Linked DNA regions of Macaca mulatta: region 2 is linked to region 1. The links are chromatin contacts, called in public Hi-C maps. All regions are on one chromosome and are shown on one strand. The core of a region is the stretch at or near the end of the contact, and the rest is flanking DNA. Distances in the headings are between cores, read along the strand shown.

Region 1 (7,271 bases), core at 3,022-5,521:
CCAACAAAGGGAGACACAAAACACTCAAAATAATCCAAGCAGAACGGTATCTCCGGGCGGGCATGGCGGCTCTGCCTGTAATCCCAGCACTCTGGGAGGCCTAGGCAGATGGATCACCTGAGGTCATGAGTTTGAGACCAGCCTGGCCAACATGGTGAAACCCTGTCTCTACTAAAAACACAAAAGTTGGGGCGGGCGTGGTGGCTCATGCCTGTAACCCTAGCACTCTGGGAGGCCAAGGCAGGTGGATCACTTGAGGTCAGGAGTTTGAGACCAGCCTGACCAACATGGTGAAACTCCATCTCTACTAAAAATACACAAAGTAGCTGGGCTTGGTGGGAGTCTGTAAATCCGGGCTACTCAGGAGGCTGAGGCAGGAGAACTGCTTTAACTTGGGAGGTGGAGTTTGCAGTGAACCATGGTTACGCCACTGCACTCCAGCCTGGGAGATAGGTTAAGACTCAAAAGTAAAATTAAATTAAATTAAATTAAAATTAAAATACAAAAATGAGCCGGGTGTGGTGGCACACACATTTAATTTCAGCTGCTTGCAAGGGTGAGGCACAAGAATTGCTTGACCCCAGGAGATAGAGGTTGCAGGGAGAGAAGGTCACGAGACTGCACTCATAGCCTGCACGATGGAGTGAGACTGTCTCAAAAAAAATAAAATAAGAAGAGTGTTTCTGATGTGACTGATGCAGAGATAATAAAATCTGAGTAACATGATAGAGACTGACAGGCAGAGGGAACTTCAGATGGTGGTGGGAGGGCATGGGAGACAGCTCTCAGCCTAGACCTGAAGGAGGAGATAGGGACAGGGCCATGATCATTTAGGGACACAGGGTAAGAGCAGGGACAGCGACCTGAGACAGGAAGGGTTTTAGTGTTTGGGAAAAGAGACAAGCAATATGCCTGGGGCAGAGGGAGTCAGGAGATGGAGGCAAGCTCCGAGGAGGAGGCTGGACACTGGCAGAGGCCCTGGACACAGGGCTGTGGAGCCACAGTGAGGAGCTGGGCTTTCAACGTTTGTCCACATAGACCAGAGGTGCCTTGAGGGAAACATGCACTTAATAGCTCACAGCTCAAGATTTTGACAGATGACATAAGGAAAGAAAACTGAAAAATAGACTAACTGGTTAAATTCCATTTTGATGTTAAAGGTTTCCAATAAATAATAAAGACTAGAAAGCATGCAGACCTCGATCTGAAACAGACACAACTAATTTCAAACAGAAATTATTTTGAAATTGTTTTTTAAAAAATCGAACAAATTCAGATGTCAATGGGAAAATAACTAGACCATATACAGGTACAGAAAGGAATAATGTGAGCTGGTTACAGGATGCCACAAAGGCATCTTTCAGAAATGATTATGGATTAAAAAAGAAATATTTAAAATCAAGATTTATCTCAAAGTAAAACTGCAAAAAAAGAAAAAAAAAAAGAAGGAAAGAAAGAAATGAAGAGGAACCAGAAAGAAAATATGTTACACAATGAGAACAAAAGCACTTTCGATGTCCCTTTTGCTTTCATTTTTTGTTGTTGTTGTTTCTTTGTTTTTCTGAGATGAAGACTCGCTCTGCCCCCCAGACTGCAGGGCAGTGGTATCGTTTCAATTCACTGTAACCTCTACCTCCCAAGTCTGATTCTCATGCCTCAGCCTCCTGAGCAGCTGGAACTACAGGTGCACACCACCACGTCTGGCTTACTTTTTTAGTATTTTTACTAGAGACGGGGTTTCACCATGTTGGCCAGAATGGTCGTGAACTACTGACCTTCGGTGATTGGCTCCCACAGTGCTGTGATTATAAGCATGAGCCACCACGCCCAGCTTTGATGGCCCTTTTTTTTTTTTTTTTTTTGAGATGGAGTCTCACTCTCACCCAGGATGGAGTACAGTGGCACAATCTTGGCTCACTGCAACCTCCGCCTCCCAGGTTCAAGTGATTCTCCTGCCTCAGCCTCCTAAGTAGCTGGAATTACAGGCACGTGCCACCACACCCAACTAATTTTTAAATTTTTAGGAGCAAAGGGATTTCACCGTGTTGGTCAGGCTGGTCTCAAACTCCTGACCTTGTGATCCTTGTGATCCACCCGCCTCGGCCTCCCAAAGTGCTGGGATTACAGGCATGAGCCACTGCTCTTTTAAAAAGTACTATGGGCTAGGCGTGGTGGCTCATGCCTGCAATCCCAGCATTTGAGGGGCCAAGGTGGGTGGATCATCTGAGGTTGGGAGTTTGAGACCAGCATGACCAATATGAAGAAATCCTGTCTCTACTAAAAACACAAAATTTGCTGGACGTGGTGGCTCATACCTGTAATCCCAGCTACTCGGGAGGCTGAGGCAGGAGAATCGTCTGAACCTGGGAAGTGGAAATTGCGGTGAGCTCAGATTGTGCCATTGCACTCCATCCTGGACAAGAGTGAGATTCCGTCTCAAACAAACAAACAACGACTCCGTAGGCCAGGCACGGTGGCTCCTCTCTGTAATCCCACCTGTAATCCCAGTAATTTGGGAGGCCAAGGCCAGATGATCCTTTGAGGCCAGAATTGAGACCAGCCTGGGAAACATAGTGAAATCCCGTTTCTGCCAAAAACAAAAAAAACAAAAACAAAAAAAACAAAACCTAGCCGGGTTTGGTGGCTCATGCCTGTGGTCCCAGCTACTCAGGAGGCTGAGGCAGGAGGATTGCTTGAGTCTAGGAGGTCGAGGCTGCAGTTAGAAGAGATCACACCACTGCACTCCAGCCTGGGGGACAGAGCCAGACTCTGTCTCAAAATATATATTAATTAAATTAAAACTATTACATAATAACAGAAAGTGATTCTCCCATTTCACTGCCCGTACCCCACCATGGGAAAAGGGAAGAGAGTGTCTCACAATTGAATTAAGTTACTACACTCTGGCTGAATAGGGATTCCAAGTGGAAGCTGACCTCTGATGCCAAGATTTATAGAATGTACATGCCTTAGAGATAGGAATTTTAAAATTCTCAATATCATCTGTATAATTTAAACAAGTTTTAAGTTATTAGATTATATACAGAGAAGTCAACCTGTCACAACTAATCATATCCAATGAACTCACCCATTCATCTGAACCCAAAGTCCCCCACCCCTTTTAATCTTTTGAGACAGGGTCCCGCTCTGTTGACCAGGCTGCAGTGCAGTGGCATGATCTCAGTTCACTGAAGCCTGGACCTCCTGGGCTCAAGTAATCCTCCTGCCTCAGCCTCCAGAGTAGCTGGGATTACAGGTGTGCACCATCACGCCCGGTTAATTTTTTTTTTCTTTTGGCAGAGATGGGGTTCTCACTATGTTGGCCAGGCTGGCCTCGAACTCCTGTACTCAAGCAATCCCCTTGCCTCAGTCTCCTAAACTGCTGGGATTACAGGCATGAGCCACTGCGCCCAGGTCCTCTGTCTTCATTACTGTGCTTCCCTCCCTAACTCTGTACATATCTCTCATTCTCCCCTTCTCGCTCTAGCTCTTGTTTTCTTTTCTTTTTCCCTGGGATCTGCTCCTCCTGCTTTCTTTTTTCTTTTCTTTTTTTTCATTTTTGCTCTCTTCACAAATCCCTCAGCCATCCTCTACTTTGCCATCTGTTATGGTCTTTCTCATTCTTGTTCTCTCTGTCTCAGGTTTTCTACTGCTCTCTCTCAGTCTCCTGATCCCTTTGGCCCACACAATCACAGGGGGCTCTGCAGTAAGACGCCTGCATCCCGGAGAAGCGCATTTTCCAGTGGCTGGGCAGGCAAGAACACCCGGTGTCATAGGACAGCCCCGGGCACCTCCCCTACGGGCTCAGGGTAAGCGGTGACTGCGGTGGGGAGACCTGGGGAGCATAAGGGCCCGGAACGAGGAGGGAGGTGGGGGGCGACGGCGCCTTAAGACAAGGCTGGGAGGCGCCAAGAGCGGGAATCCGCCTTGCCGTCAGGACTTGAAAAAGTGCGGGTCGGGAGGAGTCAGAAAAAGGTTTTGAGCAGGAAAACTACGCGATGGGAAGTGTATACACTGCCCTGTAAGAGAAAGACCCGCGAAGGGACCATCCTCAGGGCGACTTTAAACCCAAAAGGAAGCAACGCCTGGACTCTCACGGGGACGTCTAAATTTGCTGTGGGTGAATGAAGACGGGTGACAATTTCCAGGTCTATGGGGACCCCAGGGCCCAGGTACAGAAGCGCCGGGGACCTACGACACGCAGACTTAACACAGAGCAAAACTCACCGCTGCGGTGGGACCGTCACTCCACGCGATCCGCTTCCGGGTTTGCGTAAATCTGCGCAGGCAGGACAGAAGCCAGGCCTGGGCGGGACCCACGAGGAGGTGGGCGGGCCTGGGCGAGGTAGGGGCGGGGCGCGAGGCGGAGAGACCTTGCCCTTCAGAATTAGCAGAGGGCGGGACCCGGGCGGGACCTGTGCGCCTCTCATCCTAGCTCCCAGCGCCTCTGGTTTTCGAGCTTTGGAGGCGGGACCTGCCAGGAAGGCTGAGGCGTGATTCAAAAGCCCTGTAATTGTCTGAAACGGGGATGCAAACTAGAACGTGAAATGCAAAGCCCTGCCTGGGTGCAGCGTAACGATTTCAGGCTGACGGCCCAAATAATAGAATAGAAATCCTCTCCCTTTCTATTCTCCGTTCACTGGGAAGGGAGAGTCCACCCTATGCTCAGCTTCAGAGACTTTCCTAGGGCCACCGCCTAGGATGCGGGACCGAGTGCTCAGGCCAGGAAGGAGTGAGGTCACCACCTGCTGCTTAAACCCAGCAGAGATGCGGGCACAGGGCCGAAAGCCTGAGGTTCCAGCTACTCAGAGAGGAGCGGCGGGAGGATCGCTGAACCTGGGGCTCCAAGTTAGCCTGGGCGACAAAGTAACACCTCCTCCTGCAGCGCTCCCTTCCTCGTCTCTCTCTCTCTCTCTTTTAAATTTCTTTAAATAAAATTTTTGATTGTGTGAGATAGGGATCCAATATTATTCTTTTTCATGTGAATATCCAGTGAGTTGTCCTAGCACATTTGTGGAAGAGATCTATTACTTTCATTCTTATATTTACATTTTTCTTTTCTTTTCTTTTTTGAGACAGAGTATTTATCTGTCACCCAGGCTGGAGTGCAGTGGCGAGATCTCGGCTCACTGCAACCTTCACCCCGTGGGTTAAAGTAGTTCTCTTGCCTCCGCCTCCCAACTAGCTGGGATTACAGACGGGCGCCACCAAGCCTGGCTAATTGTTTTGTATTTTTAGTAGAGACGGGGTTTCATCACGTTGGCCAGGCTGGATTCGAACTCCTGACGTCAAGTGATCCAGCCGCCTCCTCCTCCCAAACTGTTGGGATTACAAGTGTTAGCCACCGCGTCTGGTCAGGAAAACTCTTAGAAGTTGCATCTGCATACCACTGGACTCAGGTTGCATGACCACATTCCTTTCAAAGCTCAGTATTTAAAGGTCCATACTTTTACATTGGAATTATTTGATGTTTGAAATATTTAACTTCCTACCGAGATACAGGTACTGTCTCCCTTGTTGCTTGCCTTTCAAAGAGAGACCCCAAGTCCTTCAGAAATACATCCCTGGGTTATTAAGCTGAAAAAAGGATTACGTTGTTTCTAAAAAATACCACTTCAAGCCAGGCGCGGTGGCTCACACCTGTAATCCCAGTGGTTTAAGAGGCGGAGGCGGGCGGATCGCCTGAGGTCGGGAGTTCGAGACCAGTCTGACCAAAATGGAGAAACCCCATATCTAGTATAAATACAAGGTTAGCCGGGCATGCTGGTGCATGCCTGTAATCCCAGCTACTCAAGTGGCTGAGGCAGGAGAATCGCTTGAACCCGGGAGACAGAAGTTGCGGTGAGCGGAGATCGCGCCATTGCACTCCAGCGTGGGCAACAAGAGCAAAACTCTGTCCAAAGAAAAGCCTCAGGAGACAGAGAAAATGCATTTACAAATTTTCTAAATAAATGTCCTAGGAAAAGAGACGAAAAAAAAATCTTTTTTTATTTTCAAAGGAGGAATTATACCTCTCATTTATTTGCTTGTTTGTTTGAGACAGGGTCTCGCTCTGTCACCGAGGCTGGAGTGTGGTGGCGAGATTAGAGCTCACTGCAACCATAAAATCCCTGGCTCAAGTGATCCGACCTCAGTGCCCCGAGCAGGTGGGACCACAGGCGTGCACCACCACACCTGACTCATTTTTTGATTTTTAGTAGAGACGACGTCTCACTATGTTGTCCAGGCTGATCTCAAAATCCTGGGCTCAAGCGATCCTCCCGCCTCAGCCTCTCAAAGTGCTGAAATTACAGGTGTGAGCCACCGCTCCATGACCTGACTTTACTTCCGTGAAATATGAAATTATCCTCCACCTCCTGTGTGTCATAGGCAGTTTTGCATGTCACCTTTCAGTTTCCATTATCCACTCAAACAACCCAGGACCTTGCTTAGTTTAATAAGACTTTCTAACTGTCAGTCCCCGCTGCAACCAGCGCCCCACTCCACCCCTTTACCGAGGTCCCTGCCCCTCTCCCCGGCCCTGCCCCAGACGGAGGGGAGCTCGCCCCGCCTGCAGGACGCGCGACTCCACCTGCTCAAAAAAGGCGCTTTGCATTAAAGCCATTTTCAATTTAAGAGGAAAAACTATTCAGCGTTCAGCACAGGTGGTCCACTACAGTAAGTTGTTTTACCTTCCATTGCTTGAAATATTAACTTAAAACGGGCAGGAAGCATCCACGTGATATTAGGGGTAACATCACGGCACATTAAAATCAATCCACCAATCGGAACCCGGAGGATCCAGTCCTAGAGGGAGAGGATGACAGCCGGCGACATCCATGGCCCAGCTGAGGAGAGAGCCCGGACCCGCCCCCTCCAGGCCTGGCTCTTTAGAATCACACACCTTCGGGAGCCCGCCCCCTAGACGACGATAACCCTCTGGCGCGGCTCCTGCAGGCTGTCCGACCCGGCCCCAGGCAGCCTCCTCCCTCTTGCCCCGCCCCAGTCCCGTTCCAGGCCCTGCACCCACAGCGGCCTCCACCCTCTAGCCCTGACCCAGCACCTGTTCAGGCCCCGCCCCCTCTTTGATCTTACCCCCGCCCGCCTGTCCCCGCCCAGTGTCCAGGCCCCGCCCAGACAGGGTTCAGGACCCATCCAGGGTTTTTCTGCACGCAGCGCCCGGGGCTGACTCACGTGACGGTTTTTGTTTTTGTTTTTGTCTTTCTGCTTCAGACCTGCCTTTCGCAGCACCCTAGCCCCGAGTCCAGCCACACCAGGAATCTGGGTGCTTC
Region 2 (7,271 bases), core at 1,580-4,079, 150 kb before region 1:
GGAAGGAAGGAAGGAAGGAAGGAAGGAAGGAAGGAAGGAAGGAAGGAAGGAAGGAAGGAAGGAAGGAAGGAAGGAAGGAAGGAGAGGGAGGGAGGGAGGGAGGGAGGGAGGGAGGGAGGAAATGTGTGTATTTAGCTGTTCTTGTTTTTCTTTCAATGCAGCTACAAGGCCACCAGCTATGCAAGGTTACAAGTTATGCTATGGTATAGATTACATGACCTATCACTATATGACTAACTGCTTTTATTTTGCGTCTGTGAGTCTGCTTATAAAACTCCACTCTGTCTTTGTTGAAATGCTCAGCTTTTTAGATGTAAATCCACTGAGCCGGTGAGTACCTTAAATAAACATCCTCCTTTCTCCCCCATATCAGTCTCTCTAGTCCTCAGTTTGCCACACCACCATCTCTGTGCCTCCTCTGCTCTCCCTGTTAAATTATCTCTTCCCTTTATACCCCTTGTCCCCACTCTCTGGCAGCCTAGATCCCCAGGTGTCCTCCCTGCTGTGGTTCTCCCTCTGTTTTCCTTGCCACCAGCACCACTCTGCTCTGTCTGCCCCGGCTCCAAATCCCTCCCCCTCTCCCTCACTCTGATGAGCCTCCCTCTTTGCTGTCCCTCTCCCTACCTTGCTGTCCTTCATCTGTCTGTCCTTCTTCTTTTTTTTTTTTTTTTTTTTTTTGAGACAGAGTCTCGCTCTGTCACCCAGGCTGGAGTGCAGTGGCATGCTCTAGGTTCACTGCAACCTCTGCCTCCTGGGTTCAAGCAATTCTCCTGCCTCAGCCTCCCCAAGTAGCTGGGATTACAGGCGCCTGCCACCACATCTGGCTAATTTTTGTATTTTTAGTAGAGACAGGGTTTCACCATGTTGCCCAGGTTGGTCTCGAACTCCTGACCTCAAGTGATCCGCCTGCCTCAGCCCTCCAAAGTGCTGGGATTACAGGCGTGAGCCACTACGCCTGGCCATCTGTCGGTCCTTCTAGCTTTTCTCTGCATTTCTTCAGTTGCTTTTCTCCTCCTGCTTTATTATTATTATTTTTTTCACTTTTGCTATCTCTTGGCAAATCCCTACCCCATTCTCTACTTTGCCATCTGTTATGAGTCTTTGTCATTCTTTTCTGTCTCAGGTTTTCTACTGGTCTCTGTCTGTCTCCTGATCCCTTTGGCCCACACAATCACAGGAGAGTTTGGAGTAAGATGCCTGCATACCAGGGGAGCGCATTTTAAAGGGGCTGGAGCTGGGCAGGGAAGAACAGCCTGTGTCACAGGATGTGGGGAAAAGAAATAGAGGTCAGATTGTTACTGTGTCCATGTAGAAAAGGAAGACATAAGAAACTCCATTTTGATCTGTACTAAGAAAAATTGTTTCTGCTTTCAGATGCTGTTAACCTGTAACTTTAGACCCAACCCTGTGCTCACAGAAACATGTGCTGTAAGGAATCAAAGTTTAAGGGATTTAGGGCTGTGCAGGACTTGCCTTGTTAACAATATGTTTACATGCAGTATGCTTGGTAAAAGTCATCGCCATTCTCCATTCTCGATTAACCAGGAACACAATGCACTGCGGAAAGCCTCTGCCCAAGAAAGCCTGGTATTGTCCAAGGTTTGCCCCCACTGAGACAGCCTGAGATATGGCCTCATGGGAAAGGAAAGACCTTACCATCCCCCAGCCTGACACCCATAAAGGGTCTTTGCTGAGGAGGATTAGTAAAAGAGGGAGCCTCTTTGCAACTGAGATAAGAGGAAGGCTGTCTCTTGCTCATCCTTGGGATTGGAATGTCTTGGTGCAAAGCCGACCATTCCCATTCTTTCTATTTTCAGATAGCAGAAAACCGCCCTGTGGCTGGGGGTGAGATATGCTGGCAGCAATACTGCTCTGTTACTCTTTGCTACACTGAGATGTTTGGGTAAAGAGAAACATAAAGCTAGCCTGCGTGCACATCCGGGCACAGTACTTATTTTCCTTGAACTTATTCATGATACAGATTCCTTTGCTCACACGTTTCCCTGCTGACCTTCTCCCCACCTGTTGCCCTGATACACGCCCCTAGCTAAGATAGTAAAAATAATGATCACTAAATACTCAGGGAACTCAGAGGCTGGGACCGGTGCGGGTCCTCCCTATACTGAGCACCCCCTGGGCCCACTGTTCTTTCTCTATACTTTGTCTCTGTGTCTTCCTTCTTTTCTCAGGCTCTAGTCCCACCTGACGAGAAATACCCACAGGTGTGGAAGGGCTGGCCCCCTTTAACAGGACAGGCCCCAGCCACCTCCCCAACGTAGGCTCAGGGGAAGCCGTGACTGCGGAGGGGAGACCTAGGGAGCAGCAGGGCCCAGCAGGAGGAGGGAGGTCCGGGGGCGAGGGCGCCTTAAGACAAGGGTGGGGTCTGCAGGATCCCAGGACCAGACAGAGGAGGCGGCCTTCCTGGGACTGGGGCCGCGGTTCTACGTTCCATGGGCGGAAGAGGGCGAGAATCCACCTCTCCGATGAGGACTTTAAAAAGCGCGGGGCGGGAGGAGTCAGAAAAAGGTTTAGAGCAGGAAAACTACGCGATAGAAAGTGTACACACTGCCCTACAGCAGAAAGACCCGGGACGGGGCTAGCCTCAGGGCGACCTTAAACCCCTAAGGAAGCGACCCCCGGACTCTCACAGGGTCGTCTCAATTTGCTCTAGGTGAAGGAAGATGGCTGAAAATTTCCAGGTTTGTGGGGACCCCACACCCCAGGAACAGAAGCGCCAGGGACCTGGGAAGCGCAGACTTAATACAACACAGAACGAAACTCACGCGCCGCGATGGGACCGTCACTCCACGCGATCCGCTTCCGGGTTTTCGCGAATCTGCGCGCAGGACAAAAGCCAGGCCTGGGTGGGACCCGCGAGGAGGTGGGCGGGGCCTAGGCGAGGTAGGGGCGGGGCGCGAGGCGGAGAGATTTTGCTCTTTAGAACCGGCAGAGGGCGGGGCAGGGGCGGGGCAGGGGCGGGGCCGGGGCGGGACCTGTGAGTTCCTCACCCTCCCTCCGGCGCCTGTTTTAGGGTTTTGGAGTCCAGACCCGCCAGAAAGGCTGAGGCCTGATTCAAAAGCTCTGGAATTGTCTGGAATGGGCATGTAAACTAGAATGTGAAATGCAAAGCCCTGCCTGGGCCGAAGGTACAATTTCATGCTGACGGCCCACAGAACAGAATAGAAATTCTCTCCGTTTCTATTCTCCATTCACCGGGTGGGGGGAAAATCCACCCTGTGCTCAGCTTCAGAGACTTCCCTAAAGCCACCGCCTGGGATGCGGGACGCAATGCTCAGGAAAGCGAGGAGTGAGGTGACCACCTGCTGGATAAATACAGCAGAGGCGCAGGGGAGGGAGACTGAGGACCCAGCTACTCAGGAAGCAGCGGCGGGAGGATCGCTGAGCCTGGGGTCCAGGCCAGCCTGGGCGACAAAGTAACACCCGCTCCCGCAGGGCTCCCTTCCTCCTCTCTCTCTCTTTTTTCCTTTTTTTTTTTTAATAACAAAAATACAATTTTGATTGCATGAGATAGGGATCCAACATTATTCTTTTCCATGTGGATATCCAGTTAGTTTTCTCAGCACATTTGTGGAAGAGATTTATTACTTTATTTACTTATTTCTTTTGTTTTGAATGAGAGTATTTCTCTGTAGCCCAGGCTAGAGGGCAGTGAGGGGATCTCGGCTCACTGCAGCCTCTGCCTCCTAGTTTCAGGCGATTCCCCTGCCTCAGCTGCGGTGTACCTGCCATTACAGGCGCGTGCCACCATGCCCGGCTAATTTTCGTAGACGAGTTTCACCATGTTGGCCAGGCTGGTCTCAAACTCTTGACTTCAAGTGATCCGCCTGCCTCGGCCTCCCAAAGTGCTGGGATTACAGGCGTGAGCCACTGCGCCTGATCCAACAAATACCTTTTACTTCACTTTCTAATTGTTGAGAAAATATAATTGAAAACAAAGCAAAACAAAATCTTCCCCCAAATGACAAAACATCTGCACGACGATAATAGAGAAAGAAATTTAAAAAGTTATTAATAAATAAGCCTTAGACCAGAATGTGATGGGAAATAGAAGCAAACAGCTGAGAGGTTGAAAAAAGAGAAAGAAACTTCCCTGTTCTATACAACCCATTAAGTACATGTTTTCAAGATAAACACTAATCAGTCCTCAGGGAAGAGGACTTGACAACACCCTTGGTCACACATAGTTCATCCTGGCTCTACTGGGTAATGGAGGTGACCATTTCTGTCAGCTAATTAGCTTCATGCTGAGGAGGGGAAGAAACCCTAACCCATGTTTCTTTGACGAGTGTGAGTTTTACAACATGGAGACAGGTGCCATCTCTAGTGAGGCTCCTAAAATTCGACAGAAACTGATGTCAGCAGTAAATAATAAAATTCAGAATTTATGATTAAGTATACAACTTATCTGAACACAAAGCATGAGGATAGCCACCTGGAAACATCAACTCCTAATGAATGGGATCAGCGTTCCAAAGTGGAGACATTAACGTTTCACACACAGGGAAAGACAGAAGCTTTAGCAGAAGCACCATATTTTCCATTCAAGACCAGTGCATAGGTTACAGCAAGTTGATTGGTGACGGATTGATACACTTCAAGGAAGGTTATTTTATCACTCCATAAGAAGGGACAATGATCCCAGGAGGTCTTATCTTTGGGGCTGCTTAGTCTTCCTAATTATTTACAGGAAAATTCTTTTCCTGTAAATAAGAGCAAGACTCACCCAGGTTGGGGTGCTGTGGGGCGATCTCGGCTCACTGCAACCTCTACCTCTCAGATTCAAGCAGTTCTCCTGCCTCAGCCTCCCAAGTAGCTGGGATTACAGGTGCATGCTACCATTGTTTGTTTGTTTGAGACAGTCTCGCTCTGTTGCCTAGGCTGGAGTGCAGTGACACGATCTCAACTGCTTACTGCAACCTCCGCCTCCCGGGTTCAAGCGATTCTCCTGGCTTAGTCTCTCAAGTAGCTGGGAGCCTAGCTAACTTTTGTGTTTTTAGTAGAGATGGGGTTTCACCATGTTGGGCAGGGTGGTGTCAAACTCCTGACCTTGTGATCCATCTGCTTCAGCCTTCCAAAGTGCTGGGATTACAGGTGTGAGCCACCATGCCCGGCCTTTTGTTTTGTATTTTTAGTAGAGAGGGGGTTTCACCATGTTGGCCAGGCTGGTAAACTCCTGACCTCACGTGATCTGGAGTACAATGGCGCCACCTCAGCTCACTGCAATGTCCGCCTCTGGGGTTCAAGCGATTGTCCAGCCTCAGCCTCCTGAGTAACTGGGATTACAGGCGTCCACCACCATACCCAGCTAATTTTTGTATTTTTAGTAAAGACGTGGTTTCACCATGTTAACCAGCCTGTTCTTGAACTCCTGAATACTGTTTCTGCTGTTAGGTGTCAGTCCTCTTCATTGCGGCACAAACAAGATTTTTTTTTTTTTTTTTTTCTGTAAAACTGATATGGGGTGGGCGCAGTGGCACACTCCTGTAATCCCCGCACTTTGGGAGGCTGAGGCAGGCAGATCACGAGGTCAGGAGTTCAAGACCAGCCTGGCCAATGTGGTGAAACCCCGTCTCTCCTAAAAATACTGCAGACATGTCCCACCACTCCCAGCTAATTTTTGCATTTTTTGTAGAGAAGGATGTTTCACCATGTTGCCCACGCTGGTCTTGAATACCTGGGCTCACGTGACCCACCTGTCTTGGCCTCTGAAAGTGCTGAGATTACAGGACTGGGCCACTGCATCTGGTCTCATTGTAAATTTGATGTTTCTTCTTGTTTCAATTTTAGCAGAATTTATATTGCTTGACAGAGTCTGTTTTCAAACTCACGTCTTATCCTTCTGAGTGCCTTAAACTAGAGCCTATTCTGACATAACAGATTTGTACCAGTTTATTTTGTTGCAAAAACTGTGAAATTTATGTAAAATTTTCTCATAAGACACATACTACATATTTTTCCATGAACTTCTTGAAGACTTCTTGTACTAGAAAACTGTATTCAAGAGGCTATAAAAAGGATTGTAGATATTCAAGTGCCACTTATTTCTGGGATGCAAGGATGGTTCAACATATTCAAGCAAATCAATGTGAAATACGACTTGAACAGAACGAAAGATGAAAACCACATCATCTCAATAGATGGAAAAAAAGCATTTCAGAAAATTCAAAATCTAATAATCACAGAAATCCTAAACAAAATAGGTAGAGAAGGAAATTTACCTCAACAATAGAAAGACCATCCATGAAATGACCAACGAGTAAATAACCAAGCTGGGAAAATGGAATGCTTTCCTGTTGGATCTCACATGATGCAAGAATGCACTCACCCCTTCTATTCAATAGATACTGGTTGTCCTAGCCAGAGCAATTAAGTAGTAAAAGAAATAAAACTCATCCAAATCAGAAATAAGTAAAATTATATTTGTTTGTAGATGACACGATCTTCTGTGTAGAAAATCACAAAGAGTCAATCAAAATACTACTGGAGCTAACAAACACATTCAATGTATCCACACAATACAATATCAGCACCAAAAATTAGATGAATTTCCATACATTAACGATGAACAATTTTAAAAGAAAATTTAAAACACTTCCATTTGCTAGAGAACTTAAAGAAATAGGAATAACTGTAAAAAGGTGAGAAATCTGTACCTTGCAATCTAAAAACATACATCAAAATGATTAAAAACATATATATATAAAACCCATATTGCTGGTTTGGAAAAAGTAAGATTGTTAAATAATTATATAACCCAATGTGATTTAGATTCAACACAATACCCAGAAAAATCCCTATCAGTTTTCATTAAAGAAGCAAAAAACAGGCTGGGAAAATGGCTCCTGTCTGTTGGTCAGGCTGATCTCAAACTCCTGGCCTCAAGTGATGTACCCACCTTGGCCTACCAACCTGCTGGGATTACAGGCGTGAGCCACCACGCCCGGCCCAATCCTCTTAACATAAACACTTTAATGTCAATTAATGCTTGATGGTTTGCTATACTCATTGCACTTGGAACAATCACCTCAAAAATGAATTTTCTGATATTCTACAAGGAGTGAAATCAGACTGAAGACCTTGCCACACTCATGACATCTGTAAGATTTCTGTCCAGTATGCATTCTCTGATGTCTAATGAGGTGTGAACATGAAGTAAAGGCTCTGCCACAATCATCACACTTGTGAGGTTTCTCTCCTGTACGAATTCTCCTGTTTTGCATAGGATGAAGCTTGACTGAAGACCTTGGCAC

Evidence for each region. Hi-C and Micro-C count contacts between places; a contact is called where the count stands out from the background.
Region 2: a Hi-C map of fetal cortex germinal zone shows a contact between it and region 1, with 5 times the contacts expected there. The contact joins the promoter of LOC100427312 here to the promoter of LOC114674074 in region 1. A contact is called at or near these places in 2 of 14 Hi-C or Micro-C datasets (blood and fetal cortex germinal zone).

The regions. Positions count from the first base shown.
Region 1 is chr19:65,543,910-65,551,180 of T2T-MMU8v2.0, reverse strand. It overlaps LOC114674074, which reads right to left and starts at 4,271. Exons shown (of 5, transcript XR_013410167.1): 1 at 4,228-4,271. It overlaps LOC144337324 (a long non-coding RNA gene), which reads left to right and starts at 4,981. Exons shown (of 3, transcript XR_013410298.1): 1 at 4,981-5,651.
Region 2 is chr19:65,692,526-65,699,796 of T2T-MMU8v2.0, reverse strand. LOC100427312 reads right to left here and starts at 2,829. Exons shown (of 9, transcript XM_077981537.1): 1 at 2,784-2,829. LOC144337330 (a long non-coding RNA gene) reads left to right here. Exons shown (of 2, transcript XR_013410304.1): 2 at 947-2,830. It also overlaps the pseudogene LOC144337282.